2 separate regions of the Sus scrofa genome follow, and region 2 is linked to region 1. A link is a contact called in public Hi-C data. All regions are on one chromosome and are shown on one strand. The core of a region is the stretch at or near the end of the contact, and the rest is flanking DNA. Distances in the headings are between cores, read along the strand shown. Region 1 holds the start of TMEM69 (transmembrane protein 69). Region 2 overlaps BTBD19 (BTB/POZ domain-containing protein 19).

Region 1 (6,938 bases), core at 4,366-6,865:
GCTTCCTTCTAAGGGCTGCCAAGGAGGGATCTTTTCCAGGCTTCTCTCCTCGGCATGTAGATGGCCATTTTCACGTCCACATGGCATATTCTCTCTGTATGTGTTTATCTCTATAAACTTCCCCTTGTTCTAAGCACACTAATAATATTATGTTACAATCTATTCTTATGAACTCATTTTTAACTTCATTTCCTCTGTAAAGACCCTATCTGCAAGTAAGGTCCCATTCTGAGATGCTGGGGATTAGCACTTGAACACACAATTCAATCCGGAACAGGTGTAAGAAAGTAGACATGTTACCATTCTAGAATCTAATCTCCTCACAGCAAGAATGCTAAAGTGGAAATCATATGTATATAATTCACTTAACAAAATTTAAGTTAACCTAATATTTGAATACTTAATACCACTCCTCATTTACATTTTTTTTTTTTTTTTTGTCTTTTGTTGTTGTTGTTGTTGCTATTTCTTGGGCCGCTCCCGCGGCATATGGAGGTTCCCAGGCTAGGGGATGAATCGGAGCTGTAGCCACCGGCCAACACCAGAGCCACAGCAACGCGGGATCCGAGCCGCGTCTGCAACCTACACCACAGCTCAGGGCAACGCCGGATCGTTAACCCACTGAGCAAGGGCAGGGATCGAACCCGCAACCTCATGGTTCCTAGTCGGATTCGTTAACCACTGCGCCACGACGGGAACTCCCCTCATTTATATTCTTACCGCATTTAAAATGTTTTTCCTTTTTTATGAGACTAAGCACCTCAAGGTGTTGCTTTTGCTGTTTCAAGTTTTTCTGTGAGTTAACATGCAAAACTAGAGAGCCTGACTTGTTAGACTTGACATCTCCTAGTTTGTACATACTCGTGGCTTTATTCTTTTATATATTTCTGACCAGCAGGTGTTATGTTTAGAGGTAAGTTCCATCTATACTCTGCCAAATATCCTGAGTAAAAACTGGAAAATGTGTCTAGCTTTCCTCTAAACATAGTTTTTCCTCTAAACATAGTTTTTCCTCATGACATTGCTCCCTACTGACTTTAGAGCCACAGATCCTTTCAGCTCATATAACCAGGTTATACCACGTTAAATGAGCTTGGGAATGTAATTCCCAGGGGCAACTGCAATGAAAACTCCACACTAGAACCACCTGTTATATTCAGACACTCATGGACAAAGTCTTCCTCTTAAAGTATGAGAATGTGAGTGCGTGTTTTCAATGAAAGCAAAAGGATTTTTCATCTTTTTTTTTAATTTACATTTTTCAAAACAAAACACTGAAATTTTTAAGTGATGACTGTTATTTATAAAAAGACTGAGAACTATAACCTAACATAACATGAAAAGGACTTATTAGGGATTTCCAAGCTATTTATCAGAAATTCCTATAAAACAAACATTTCTAGAAATGAAAATTAACCTGTAAAGAATAAATTACCATAGGTAGGAAGAAAAAGTTAGAACTAGAAGAAGGTGATGCCAAAACACAGCCTCACAAGGCTTCTAGCCAACATGCTGACGTCATCTCCAGAGCAGTTGTATTATCTATTCCACTTGCCCAGGTCTCTTGGGTCCTTTCTCTGGATAAATACCTTTAACTAGTAAAGTGATTACAAATGAAAAAAAGGCCACTAAAGTGACTACTATCCTTAGGGCTTTGAACCAATTGGGATAATGTGGCAAGAGAAAAACTTCAACGTGTAATGCTATCCCCAAACCTATTATTACTGTGACTATAGCTTCACTGAGTCTTTCAGAAATAAAGAGTGCAAACCATGAAAACATAACAGGAGCTGTACTATTCGCTAGATTGAGGAAGTCTGGTTTGGCTGGACTACCTTCTGGCAGAGCAAAACCCCATCTGACCCCTCCTAAGAAAGATAGGACACTGGCTCCGTAAGCCACCTGAGTAAAAGCTAATACAGGGATGTACGTCTCTGTAATCACCATGACCAGCGGTGGAGCAACGAAGGGGACCAGTCCTGCCAGAGTTATGTACAGTGCGGGCTTTGGGCTGTCGGGCAGGTGACTGATGGTGCGTGGTGGCCTGGCTGGAAGTACTGCTTGCTCTCGCTTCTTAAAGCTGCATGGGGAAGTATGATAATACCGTGTCTTGCTCCTACACACTGGAAATGAAGGGAAAAGCCAAGGCCTTGGAAACAAACGGGGAAAGTTCTGCTGGAGACTTGTCTTGTAACAAAGTGTTTCTATTCTCCCACTGGCTCCTAGTCCGACTGTGGAAGGGTACTTCAGCATCTACAGAGAAAACAGAAGCAGAAAATTAAAACAAACAAGCACACAAAAAACAGATTAAAAAAATAGGCATGACCAAATGTTTTAGTCCCAATCTGAAACAATATAAAAACAAACCATCTGCTTTCTGTTAGCACATTGAACTTAAGGGTTGGAGTACAGAGTATTATTACTGCTGGCAAAGACTATTAAACAGCAAATAGTCATGCAAAAGAAACTACTGAACCAGTGATATGTTTCAGCCTACTACTTACCTTTTCCCATGAAAAAATTATCTGAAGGAGGAACAGGTAGACTAGGTCTTTCAGTTTCTGTCATTCTAAACTGCCTCTTCTATTTATAGATTGCAAAAGAAGCAGCACTAATTACTGTGGGAATGCTATTCTATGTAGAGAAAATTAGGCCTTAGACACTGTATACTTTTCACAGCTTCATGCCTTTCTGTCTATGCCTAGAATTCTAGATTACCACTTTTCTATCTAGGGAACTTGTCTTATCTTTCAAAATTCAGCTTGAAGCTTTCTCCAATCTGATTTAATACTCCCAATAAGTAAAAACACCATGCACACTTTCATCATAATTCTCACAGTGAATTAAAATCATGTGTTTACTTGTCTGTCTCAGTAGGTTCAAGGGCGAGGACCATAATTTTTTTCTTTGCCTTAAAAAATCCCCAATGCCTTTCATGGTACATGGCCAAAGCAATAACCCTGCTGATTCTGGGCTTTAGTGAGAAGATTCCATATTTCAACAGATAAACAGATCAAGAGTAACTCAAAAAAAAAAAAAAATGTTGGATGAAAGAAAAAATGGAATAGTTATTTAAGAATCTTGGTGATTACCCAAAATGCTAGGAATGATTCCATCTTTTTTCTTTTTCAGCTGGACCTGCAGCACGTGGAAGTTCCCAGGCCAGGGATCAAACTGGAGCCAGAGCTGCAACCTGTGCCACATCTGTAGCAATGCTGGATCCTTAACCCGCTGTGCTGGGCTAGGGATTGAACCAGTGCCTCCATGGAGACAAGCCAGATCATTAACCCATTGTGCCACAGCAGGAACTCCTCTTTTTTTCTTTTTGTATAGAATGTTCTTCCCTGAGCTACTTGCATGGCTCCTTCCCTCACTGCTGATCACCCTGCTTGTAAATGCAATCCTTAAGTCTACTGTTCTCTATTCCCCCTCCCTGCTCTAAAGTTCTCTATAGCATGTAACACTTGACACAGCAAACATTTCAACCAGAATATAAGAGGAAAGGATTTTTTTCTTCTTCACTGCTATTGCCTAGCCAAGCAATGCCTGGAAAGTAGTGCTCAAATATTTGCTGAATAAACTAACCTTTGAAGATGCTCGAGAAAACTTCTGGATGAAGCGAAGCATATTGGGCCTCATTGAGAGTCTTGCTTAGGAAGATGCCAGGCAGTTCTGATTAATGTATTTTTACAGCTAACTGGAGGGTCTTAATCAGAAGCATGCTGCTATGTACAAAATAAGATGTCATTTATTTTCTTCATTTTATACATAGTTTTTTAAAAGTAGTAATTCGGGAGGATTTCTTCCATATAACACAGTTTCCTTGGAAAACAATCACTAATGTTTTCAAAAAATCAGTTAACATATTAATAGATCCTTTTCTTCTCTGAACCATTTTTTTAAGCTTTTGATGTCTGGTATTACAACGTAATTAATGCATAGAGACAATAGATCTGGGTTTTACAAATGCCTCCCTCATTTCCCAGCTGTGTGACCTTGAGTAAATTGTTTCCTTGGAGTGCAGCTTTCTCATCTTTAACACTGGAAGTCATAGGAGTTCCCGTTGTGGCTCAGTGGTTAACAAATCCAACTAGGAACCATGAGGTTGCAGGTTCGATCCCTGGCCTCGCTCAGTGGGTTAAGGATCTGGCGTTGCTGTGAGCTGTGGTGTATGGGTCACAGACACAACTCAAATCCCGAGTTGCTGTGGTTCTGGCGTAGGTTGGTGGCTACAGCTCCAATTCGACCTCTAGCCTGGGACTTCCATACGGGTGCGGCCGAAGAAAAAAAGACAAAACACTGAAAGTCATATAGCTTCTCTGCTTTTTTTTTTTTTTTCCCTTAAGGTATGTTTTGGGGCTTTGTAGTTTACAGCTCAAAGTAATGATAGTAGCAATCAATACAATTTAGCAGGCACTGTAACTATGTGTTTTATATGCACTAACTCATTCAATACAATGACCTCATCAACTTGGTGCTGGAAACAGTATTGCCTGTTAAGTTAGAGTGCAGACTTGAGTCAAATAATCTGGTTTGGAATCCTGGCTCCAACATAGTATTAGCTATATCACTTTGGACAAATTATTTAAGCTGGCTATGGTGCAGTTCACTCATCTACAAGGCTTATAATAACTACATAGGGTCTTTGTATTTTTAAAAAAAAAAAAAAGTCAATACATGTAAAGAGCTGACAACTGTTCCTAACACAAAGTAGGCACTCAAAAAATATTAGCTATTATTCCCACCTTACACAATATAAGCAGCCCAGTAAGTGGCTGTGTGAAAATATGAATCTACATCTATCATGTTTACATGAGTTCCATTCTTAACCAGAAGAATGAGGTGTCTAAAAATCCAAACCCCACAGTTGCTGCTTGATTAAAAAACTTGGTGAACTAATTTCTTGACTACAGATCTTAGGGCTGGGTCAAGAAATTCTGTACACCAGCCAGTCAGTGTCTTCATTCTATGAATAAGGAAGCAAGCAGGACGTTTATCTCTGGCCTCTGAGCAGAGGTTAGATAACACACATCTACTCCTGACTCCCAGACACACGTATCCGCATGGCCCACACATTCACCTTTGTTCAAAATCACCCCATTAAAAAGCTTAATGCTCCCTCAACCTTTCGAACTTTCTATGCAAGGTGACATGTGCTTCCCATCTCAAGAGTATTGAAGCGAAAAAGTGACACCCTAAAAGCCTGAGGACGGCAACTGGTGAGGGGTTTAAAGGACAAAGCCCCAAGTGTTAATCTGCTCAATTTTGGTGAAAAAGCTCAAGGTTTCCACTGCCTCAAATATAAGAGTTGCAAAATGCAAGTCTCAGCGCCGACAGCAGAGAAAAGGGAAGGCGGGGTCTGGATGCAAAGATCCTCGGGAAACTGTGCCCAACTGTGCCTGCGGTTTCAGTTTTACTCTGAAGGCTTGGTGCCCCCCTTTCCCAACCTGCACTGGTCGCAGCAGCGCTGTTACTTACTTGCCAGCGTCGCGCGGGGAGGTGGAAAGCTGAGCTGCAAGATTGGCCAGGCTCTCTGGAAAAAGCACTTCCGGCAAGTGGGGGTTATTAGCCTCCCACTTCCTGGGAGCCGGAAAAAAATCAGTCCGGCTGGAGACCTAACCACCCCTAACTGGTTCCCAATTCCAGGCTTTCTGTCTTGGACTCTAACATCTTGATTCTAGTGAAAGCCGGCTTTGGAATTCTTAGGGCATCTGAACGGTCCTTGCCTTTCTATTCCAGGTTTCCCAGCCAGAAGAATCTGCTCCGCAGAGTTCGGGAAGGTGGAGTGAAACTACTGGAACCATCTCAGAGTGATGGTGGTGGAGCAAGGTAGGAGAGATTTGGAGTCTAGGCCAAGTATGACTTGGCCAAATTGCTTGCTATCTCTGGAATTCATTTTTTTACTTTGCGTAACAACAAAGTTTCTAGGATCAACGGGGCACATCTCCCTTCTCATTGGGGTCCTGAACTAATACTAGCTAAGAAAACAAACACCTGTTTCCACTTCATTTTCTTTGCTGCTAACTGAAAACTTAGTTAAGAAATAAAAAGCACCGGGGCAGGACTTTCACTTCCATGAAAGACGTGGTAAGAGTCTTGGGCTTGAGGGTGACCCGGAAGTTAGATTATTCCTCCTGTCGCTCTCCGCTTTAACTTTTGTTTGTGAGCTAGGTGACCTTGAGCAAGTCCCTTCCCTTCTCTGAGCTTCAATTTCAGTCTGTCATCGGGAGTTCCCGCTGTGGCACAGCTGGTTAATGACCCCACTTGTCTCTGTAGAGGTGCCAGTTGGATGCCCAGCCCACTGCAATGGGTTAAGGATCTCTCCTTGCTGCAGCTATGGCGTAAGTCGCAGCTCTGGCTCGGAATGAATCCCTGACCAGAGCACTTTCCTACGCCGCGAGTGCGGCTGGAAAAAAAAAAAAAAAAGGAAGCACCACTAGACGTATCTGTCTGAAGACAATGGGAGACCTGAACCGGCCCAGGATGGCCAGTTTCACATTCCTCCAGATTCTATGTAGTCTAGCTTCCTGGTTACCAGCTCTCTCAAGGTTTAGCTTCGCGTGCAGAACGGGCTCACAGCACATTCTTCCTGATGCTAACCCCTTCCAGCCGCTATCGGCTTTCACTTTTATTTCCTCCTCCGTCATGGCAGCGCCGCCCCTTCCCGTTACGCGACACCCAATGAAACTTTGGGTCAGAGAAACAGCTTCTCCGCCCTGGCACGGGAGCAGACTCAGACCCGAAATCCTCCCGGTGCTGGGACAGGGGCGTGACGCCAGCGGTCGGGCGGAACTAGCACTCCCAGTGGGCAACGCCTCGGGCCCAGCCGCGCAGGACTCCAGAGCCCGGCAGCGAGGCCCGCTGGGGGCTGGAGTCTTAGCGACGCGCGCGCACGTGGAAGGCAGGAGCCGAAAGTGGGAAGGGGTCGGCAAACACAC
Region 2 (6,694 bases), core at 3,142-5,641, 810 kb after region 1:
CTTCGCCTGACTCGTTTTCTGATGCATCACGTGCCCTAAATCACTACATCGATGACCACTCGATGAATATTTGTGGAACAAATGAATGCATTATTTTCTAAACATACGTACTGTCCCACTACAGTTCTAAGCTTTACAAAATCAATTTAATCTTAAGAACCCAACTAGATTTTTTTCATTTTAGGGCACATCTGAGGCATATGCAAGTTCCCAGGCTAGGGGCCGAATCGGAGCTGCAGCCGCCGGCCTACACCACAGCCACAGCCACGCCAGATCCAAGCCTTGTCTGCGACCTATACCACAGCTCACCGCAACACCAGATCCTTAACCCAATGAGCGAGGCCAGGGATCAAATCCACATCCTCATGGATACTAGTCGGGTTCTTAACCCACTGAGCCACGATGGGAACTCCCTAAACATGCTCTCTTATGATCTCCATCCCCGCCCCCCCACCCCGCCCCTGTTTTTGGCTACTCCCACTGCGATACGGAAGTTCTTCCGGGCCAGAGATTGAATCCAAGCCACATCTGCAACCAATGCTAGAGCTGCTGTAACACGGGATCCTTAACCCACTGTGCCCAGCCAGGGATTTAACAGGCAACACCACAAAGACAAGTTGGATCATTAACGCACTGCGCCAAGCAGAACTCCCATGATCTCCATTTTATAAATGGAAAAGAAAGAAAATTACATAGCCTCACTCAAGTCACAAAGCCAGGAAGTGGTGGAGCTGAGATTCAAACCCACGCAGCCTGGATCCAAAAGAGGCATAGTCACTGTGCCACTGATGGGGCTTAGGACATGACCCTCCAAATATGGCACCTCGATATACTGAATATTTTAAGCTGAAAGAATTGGAGAAGACAGGAAAATCATTCTGACCTCCCCACTCCCCGAACCCTTCTTCCACGACATGGGACATAAAACCCTCAGGTGAGAGACGCCTTTCCTATACTGGGAGCAAAGGAGCATCCTTATCTCCAAGGACAATGAGACTCTGAAGAGAATTCTAAATTCCCCCCAGACTGATTCCCCTTCATACTCTTTAACCTGGCATAAAAATACTTTGGTTTAACTGTCTCTCCCGGTTTTCCTTTCCTTATGAAGGCTCCCGTGTCACAAAAAAATTAAATAAATTTATATGCTTTTCCCCTGTTAATCTGTCGTTTGTCAGTTTATTTATTTAGCTTTTTAAGGCCACACCACAGTATATGGAGGTTCCCAGGCTAGGGGTCGAATCGGAGCTGTAGCCGCCGGCCTACGCCAGAGCCACAGCAACGCCAGATCCGAGCTGCGTCTGCAACCTACACAGGTCACAGCAATGCCGGATCCTTAACCCACTGAGCAAAGCCAGGGCTCGAACCCGCAACCTCATGGTTCCTAGTCGGATTCACTAACTACTTTCATTTGTTACACATTTTGTCTTCCTGAATCTCCCTGAAGGAAGATCTCTGGGCCTGAAGTTGTGCCTTGCTCATCACAAGGTTCCTAGTTGGATTCACTAACCACGACGGCAACTCCCGAATGACTATCTTTAATCCATGTGCAACATATTTTTATATAAAATCCCTGGAGTTCCTGTCATGGCACAGCGGGAGTGAATCCGACTAGGAACCATGAGGTAGCAGGTTCGATCCCTGGCCTTGCTCAGTGCATTAAGGATCTGGCATTGCCATGAGCTGTGGTGTAGGTCGCAGGCGTGGCTCGGATCCTGCGTTGCTGTGGCTGTGGTGTAGGCTGGCGGCTACAGCTCTGATTAGACCCCTAGCCTGGGAACCTCCATATGCCACGGGTGTGGCCCTGAAAAGACCAAAGAAGAAAAAAAAAAAAAAAAAGGCCAAAAAATAAAATAAAATAAAATCCCTGAGAATAACTTTTTTTTCCCCTCGTCAACTGCCCCTAATTTCACTTGATAGTATCTTGTTTTGTAGCTCCTTTAAACCCTCTATGGAGTTTAAATCAGAAAACAAGGTCAGGAGTTCCCGTCGTGGCGCAGTGGTTAACGAATCCGACTAGGAACCATGAGGTTGCGGGTTCGATCCCTGCCCTTGCTCAGTGGGTTAACGATCCGGCATTGCCGTGAGCTGTGGTGTAGGTTGCAGACGCGGCTCGGATCCTGTGTTGCTGTGGCTCTGGCGTAGGCCGGTGGCTACAGCTCTGATTCAACCCCTAGCCTGGGAACCTCCATATGCCGCGGGAGCGGCCCAAGAAATAGCAACAACAACAACAAAAAAAAAAAAAAAAAAAAGAAAAGAAAACAAGGTCAGGAATTCCCTGATGGTCTAGGACTTGCTGCTTTCACCACTGCAGCCTGGGTTCAATCCCTGGTCTGGGAACTGAGATCCCACATCAAGCTACTGCATGCCCAGGCAGGGAAAAAAAAAACAAACCAAAGTCATCTCTGAACATTTACGGAGCACTGATTATATGACAAGGACTGGGAAGCAGAGATGAGCAAGGCACAACTTCAGGCCCAGAGATCTTCCTTCAGGGAGATTCAGGAAGACAAAATGTGTAGCAAATGAAAGGGGAGCATGGGGAGTCTTCAATAATCGAGAGAGCAGACCCAGAGCTAGAGGACCACTGCCTTCGGCACCAGGGAATTTATGCAAAGGTACAGTTGAGAGTTGCTACTACTTGGCACCGCTAATAACGCTGAGTTCCCCTGAAAGTGAAATACATTATATTTTGTCCTGAGGGCAATGGGGATGTTGATGATTTTTTTTTTCTTTTTTTTTTTTGGCCATGCCCATCAGCATATGGAAGTTGCCAGGCCAGGGACTGAACCCATGCCACAGCAGAGACCAGAGCCACTGCACTGACATAGCTGGATCCTTAACCCGCTGTGCCATATGAGAACTTCTGAAGGAAGTTGATATGAGTAGGACTGACGATCTTAGATAAGTGTATGGTCAGGCCACTCAAGATGGCTGTTCTTTTTTTTTGCTCTCTGTACATCCCCTGCTCAACCAGTGCCTGCCTATTCACCTACAGCCTACACACAGGACTAAGCTTCCTACAGATTTGCCCCAGGCACCAGCTAATGATTGTTCTTCTCAAGGGGTGGTGAGGGGAGTGCCCTCTGCTGGTTTCCCTGACGGCCAATGAGCCAAGCTGACATCAACTCCCCTTCCCCCCAGGAGTGAGGCCTGCCCCATCCTACCCACCTTCTGCAGCACACAATGGGGTGTCGCTCCTGGACCTTGCTTCGGACATGTAAGATCCCCCAGTCCATGAAACGCTGATGTCTCCGCTGCTGATTCCAGGCTCATTCTTGGGTCTTGCTGAAGCTGAAGCTGGGCAAGTACAGACCTTACAGGCCTGTGAGGCCATAGCCCAACAAGAAGTCTGGTGACAGTGGGAAATGGGCGGGGGGGGAATTCCGCAGGCACGAAGTCAGGAAAGCAATCAAGAGCCCATGGCAGTAATTCCTGCCACAGATATAGGCCTGGCTGAACTGGGCTGAGGCATGGGACTGACGGGAAAGATCTTGCAGGAGAGGAAAAAGAATTTTCCCCTAACCTCTGAGCTCTTGGCTGAGACCTCTGAAATAAGACAGAGGAATAAGAGGGGGAAAAAAAAAACCAATTTATTAACATGTTATACATGGGAGATACCCAGGGGAAAACGAGTAACTTCCTGAGGTGGCCTAAAATACCTGTGTAGATACCATCTTCAGCTAAAGACAAAGGAAAGAAAAGTGTGGGGAGGCCAGTTATGGGAAGGCCATCAGGAAAAAGCACCGAGAGCAAGGCTAAGGTTTACTAGGTGTATTTCAGTGGCGACCGCAAGGCAAGATTCTTCGTAGTCATCCTCCTCCTGGTACAGGGAGACACCTTACGCATGGAGCTTTCCTTCATAAAAATTTCCCTTACAAAAGGGTAACTTCTCTGTTTTCAAAGTTCTCCTTTTTCTCAAAATACTCAACTTAAAATAACCCCACGCTAAAAAGGCATATTCTGGGCAGGCATCTGCTTTCAGTCTCTTCGTAGGTAGAAGTCCCGGGAGCCCGATGTGAAGAAGAGGCGTAAAGCACGGAGGAGACACCCAGGAGATGGGAAACCCTATGGGGGCCGAACTGGTCAAGGATGCGGCGGGAGCTCAGTTTTGGACCGAAGCTGCGTCGCCTGTGGGGCACGGAGAGGGAGCTGCGGGGCGGGGGCCTGGCGACACAGAGGGAGCTGGGCTGAAATATATGCGTGGCTTACGAGAGGGACCGGGCTGCGCAAAAGTGCCGGGCTCCCGGGAACCGCCCATAGAGCTGGAGCGCTGGCGCGAGGGACACCGCTTTCGGATTTCGCGCGGGGCTGGAGGCGGAGGCCCAGCCCTGGGCCGCCCCGCGCCGCGCAGACCCGCCCTCCACCGCCCGGGCGCCTCGCCCACCGCGCCTGCGCGTGGCCGACCGCGTATCCCCCCCCGCCACCGCCGCGCGCTTCCCGCGCCCTCCTCGCACGGCATGCTGGGAGCGGAAGCCGTCTCCGTGCGCCGAGCATGGCGGGAGCTGGAGTTTGGCAGAGAGCCGGAAGTCCCCGGACCCGGCGGCCTTTGGTCACTTAAAGGGCGGGTCCAGAAAGCGGTGATGCTCCCGGGGCAGGGTGCCCCTCCGGCGGCGGCACAGGGCGCCCCGGGCCGCATCCCCTCTCCTCAGAGCGTGGCATTTCCACGCCTCCACGATCTGCTCCACCTGCAGGGAAACCGGGTCACCGCGGTGTCCCGCAGGGCCCACCTCGCCCTGCAGACCCAGGCCGGCGCCCCCCGCGCTTCCCCCACGCCCCGGAGTGGATCTGAGCCCGGTTCCCCGCGTCCGCACCGGGATGAGTGGCTCCCTCCGGTTCTGCTCTTCCAGGGCGCTCAGTTCTGCAGGGGCCAGTAAGGCCAGTCTCAGCTCCCGCACTACCGGAGCCGCCACCTCGGCCACAGGCCGCTCCAGCACCGCCTGTCGACGCCAGCGCTGAGCCCGGGCGAGCGGGGGCATCTGCTCAGCCGCCCGCCCGCTCGCTCGCCGGGTTCCTGCGCCCCAAGCCTCGTTCAGCAGCGCCACGGGCATTCCCCTCAACCCTCGCTTACCGCGCCCACGCGTGCCCAGCTCCGGGCCGCCAGGACGAGCTCGGCCTCGTCCACGCAGAGCTTGTCGCTGCGCAGCAGGGGCAGCAATGCTGGCGCCGACAGCTCCAGGAAACCACGGGTCCGGAGGGCCTCCTGTGGGTCCAAAATTGGGTCAGAGAGGAGCAGGATGTGGGGTCGGGAGTATGAAGGTGTGGAGCTGTACCTGGCTGTGGGCCTCTATGAAGGCTACACAACGCTCCTGCAGCGATCCCAGGCCAAAGGTTACGGCCACCTGAGAGCAGCATGAGAGAGGTCAGGTTGGAGATGGAAAAGGCCATGTAGCCCAGCCCTCCACACCTGGATCACCTATAGGCCTGCCCAGCAGCACCCACCTGCAGAGCCTCACAAACTAGCTCCACATCCAGCACCTTCACCACAAACTCCAGGCACAGCTGGGAACAGAAATGAACGTGGGTTGTGCCCCAGTGTCCCTTTTCCAAGGACCCAGCCCAAGCCCAGAAGCAGTGAGCAGGCCAAGCTTGGAGCAGTGAGCCACCCAGGTTCCCAGCAGCTCCAGGACCAAGCAGACCTCCCAGGCCAAGGGAGGTGGGGAATCACCAGCGCCAGAGAATGGGCAAGCCTGGAGGAACGAGGAACTAGCAAAGCCAAGCCCAGCAACCTACCTTCTAGTACATTCCCCACTAATCAAACTAGATAAGAGCCATGTGAAAAGTCCACTCTCCCTTTCGCAACACTTATCTTTCTCCATGTGTCCCCTTCATGAGGCAGAGACACTTCTGTTTTAACCAGAAACTTGAATTTCATCCATGACCTCTCCCTCTCACCCCCACATCCAGAAAAAAAGCACTGGGTCATGCCAGTTCCACGTCTCTCTCTCTCTCTCTTTTTTTTTTTTAGGGCTGCCATATGAAAGTTCCCAGGGCTAGGGGTCAAATCAGAGCTGTCTCTGTCAGCCTGACAGCTCACGGCAATGCCAGATCCTTAACCCACTAAGCTAGGCCAGGGATCGAATCCTTATCCTCATGGATACAGTTGGGTTCGTTTCTGCTGAGCCCACACGGGAACTCCCCAATCCCTAATCTCTTCAGCTTGCAAGTCCTCTCACTCCTTTACCTGAAAGCTCCAGTGAATCTCCACTGGGTAAAAGAAGTCCTAATTCTTGAAGGTCCTGCAGGAACTAGCCCCTGGCATCCTCCCCCGGTCCTCTCTCCTTCTCCTCCACTCACACTCTCAGTCCCGCCACACTAAATGTCGCGCCAGCTCCTTTTGCGCCTCTGTGAGTAGAATGCCACTTTCTTCCCCTCCCCCCAAACAAACCCCTTCACTTTCTACCAAACCCAACAAATGTTTCCTCCTCCAGGAGGCCTTCCCCTCCTCTCTCCCTGGTGGCAAGACCAGAAAGACTCCTCATAGTCTCAGCATCATTTGCTCTCATCCGTCACACTTCTTTGGCTGCACCCATGGCAGGTGGAAGTTCCTGCGATTGAATCCGAGCCTCAACTGCAACCTATGCCACAGCTGTGGCAACACCGGTTCCTTAACCCATTATTCTGGGCAGGGATCAAACCAACACTTCCACAGAGGCAAGCCAGATCATTAACCCTTGTGCCACAGTGGGAACTCCCT

Evidence for each region. Hi-C and Micro-C count contacts between places; a contact is called where the count stands out from the background.
Region 2: a Hi-C map of liver shows a contact between it and region 1, with 1.7 times the contacts expected there. The contact joins the enhancer-like site here to the promoter of TMEM69 in region 1. A contact is called at or near these places in 1 of 5 promoter capture datasets (liver), 1 of 47 Hi-C or Micro-C datasets (liver) and 2 of 2 datasets of contacts at active chromatin or transcription factors (alveolar macrophages and skeletal muscle).

What each region holds. Positions count from the first base shown.
Region 1 is chr6:165,703,368-165,710,305 of Sscrofa11.1, forward strand. It overlaps TMEM69 (transmembrane protein 69), which reads right to left and starts at 5,616. Exons shown (of 3, transcript XM_021096737.1): 1 at 5,479-5,616; 2 at 3,586-3,725; 3 at 1,232-2,253. The coding sequence starts at 3,639. The coding sequence ends at 1,543. It overlaps GPBP1L1 (vasculin-like protein 1), which reads left to right and starts at 5,597. Exons shown (of 12, transcript XM_021096736.1): 1 at 5,597-5,829.
Region 2 is chr6:166,516,695-166,523,388 of Sscrofa11.1, forward strand. BTBD19 (BTB/POZ domain-containing protein 19) reads right to left here. Exons shown (of 8, transcript XM_021096773.1): 5 at 5,440-5,499; 6 at 5,271-5,339; 7 at 5,069-5,200; 8 at 3,572-4,937. The coding sequence ends at 4,551. Among named protein-coding and RNA genes, the nearest start is that of BTBD19, 6.7 kb to the right of the region's middle. Within about 2 kb of position 4,392, at least 66 of the 83 cell types and tissues checked have an H3K27ac peak or open chromatin away from gene starts, as enhancers often do. A contact at or near this core is called in alveolar macrophages, liver and skeletal muscle, where this site is marked.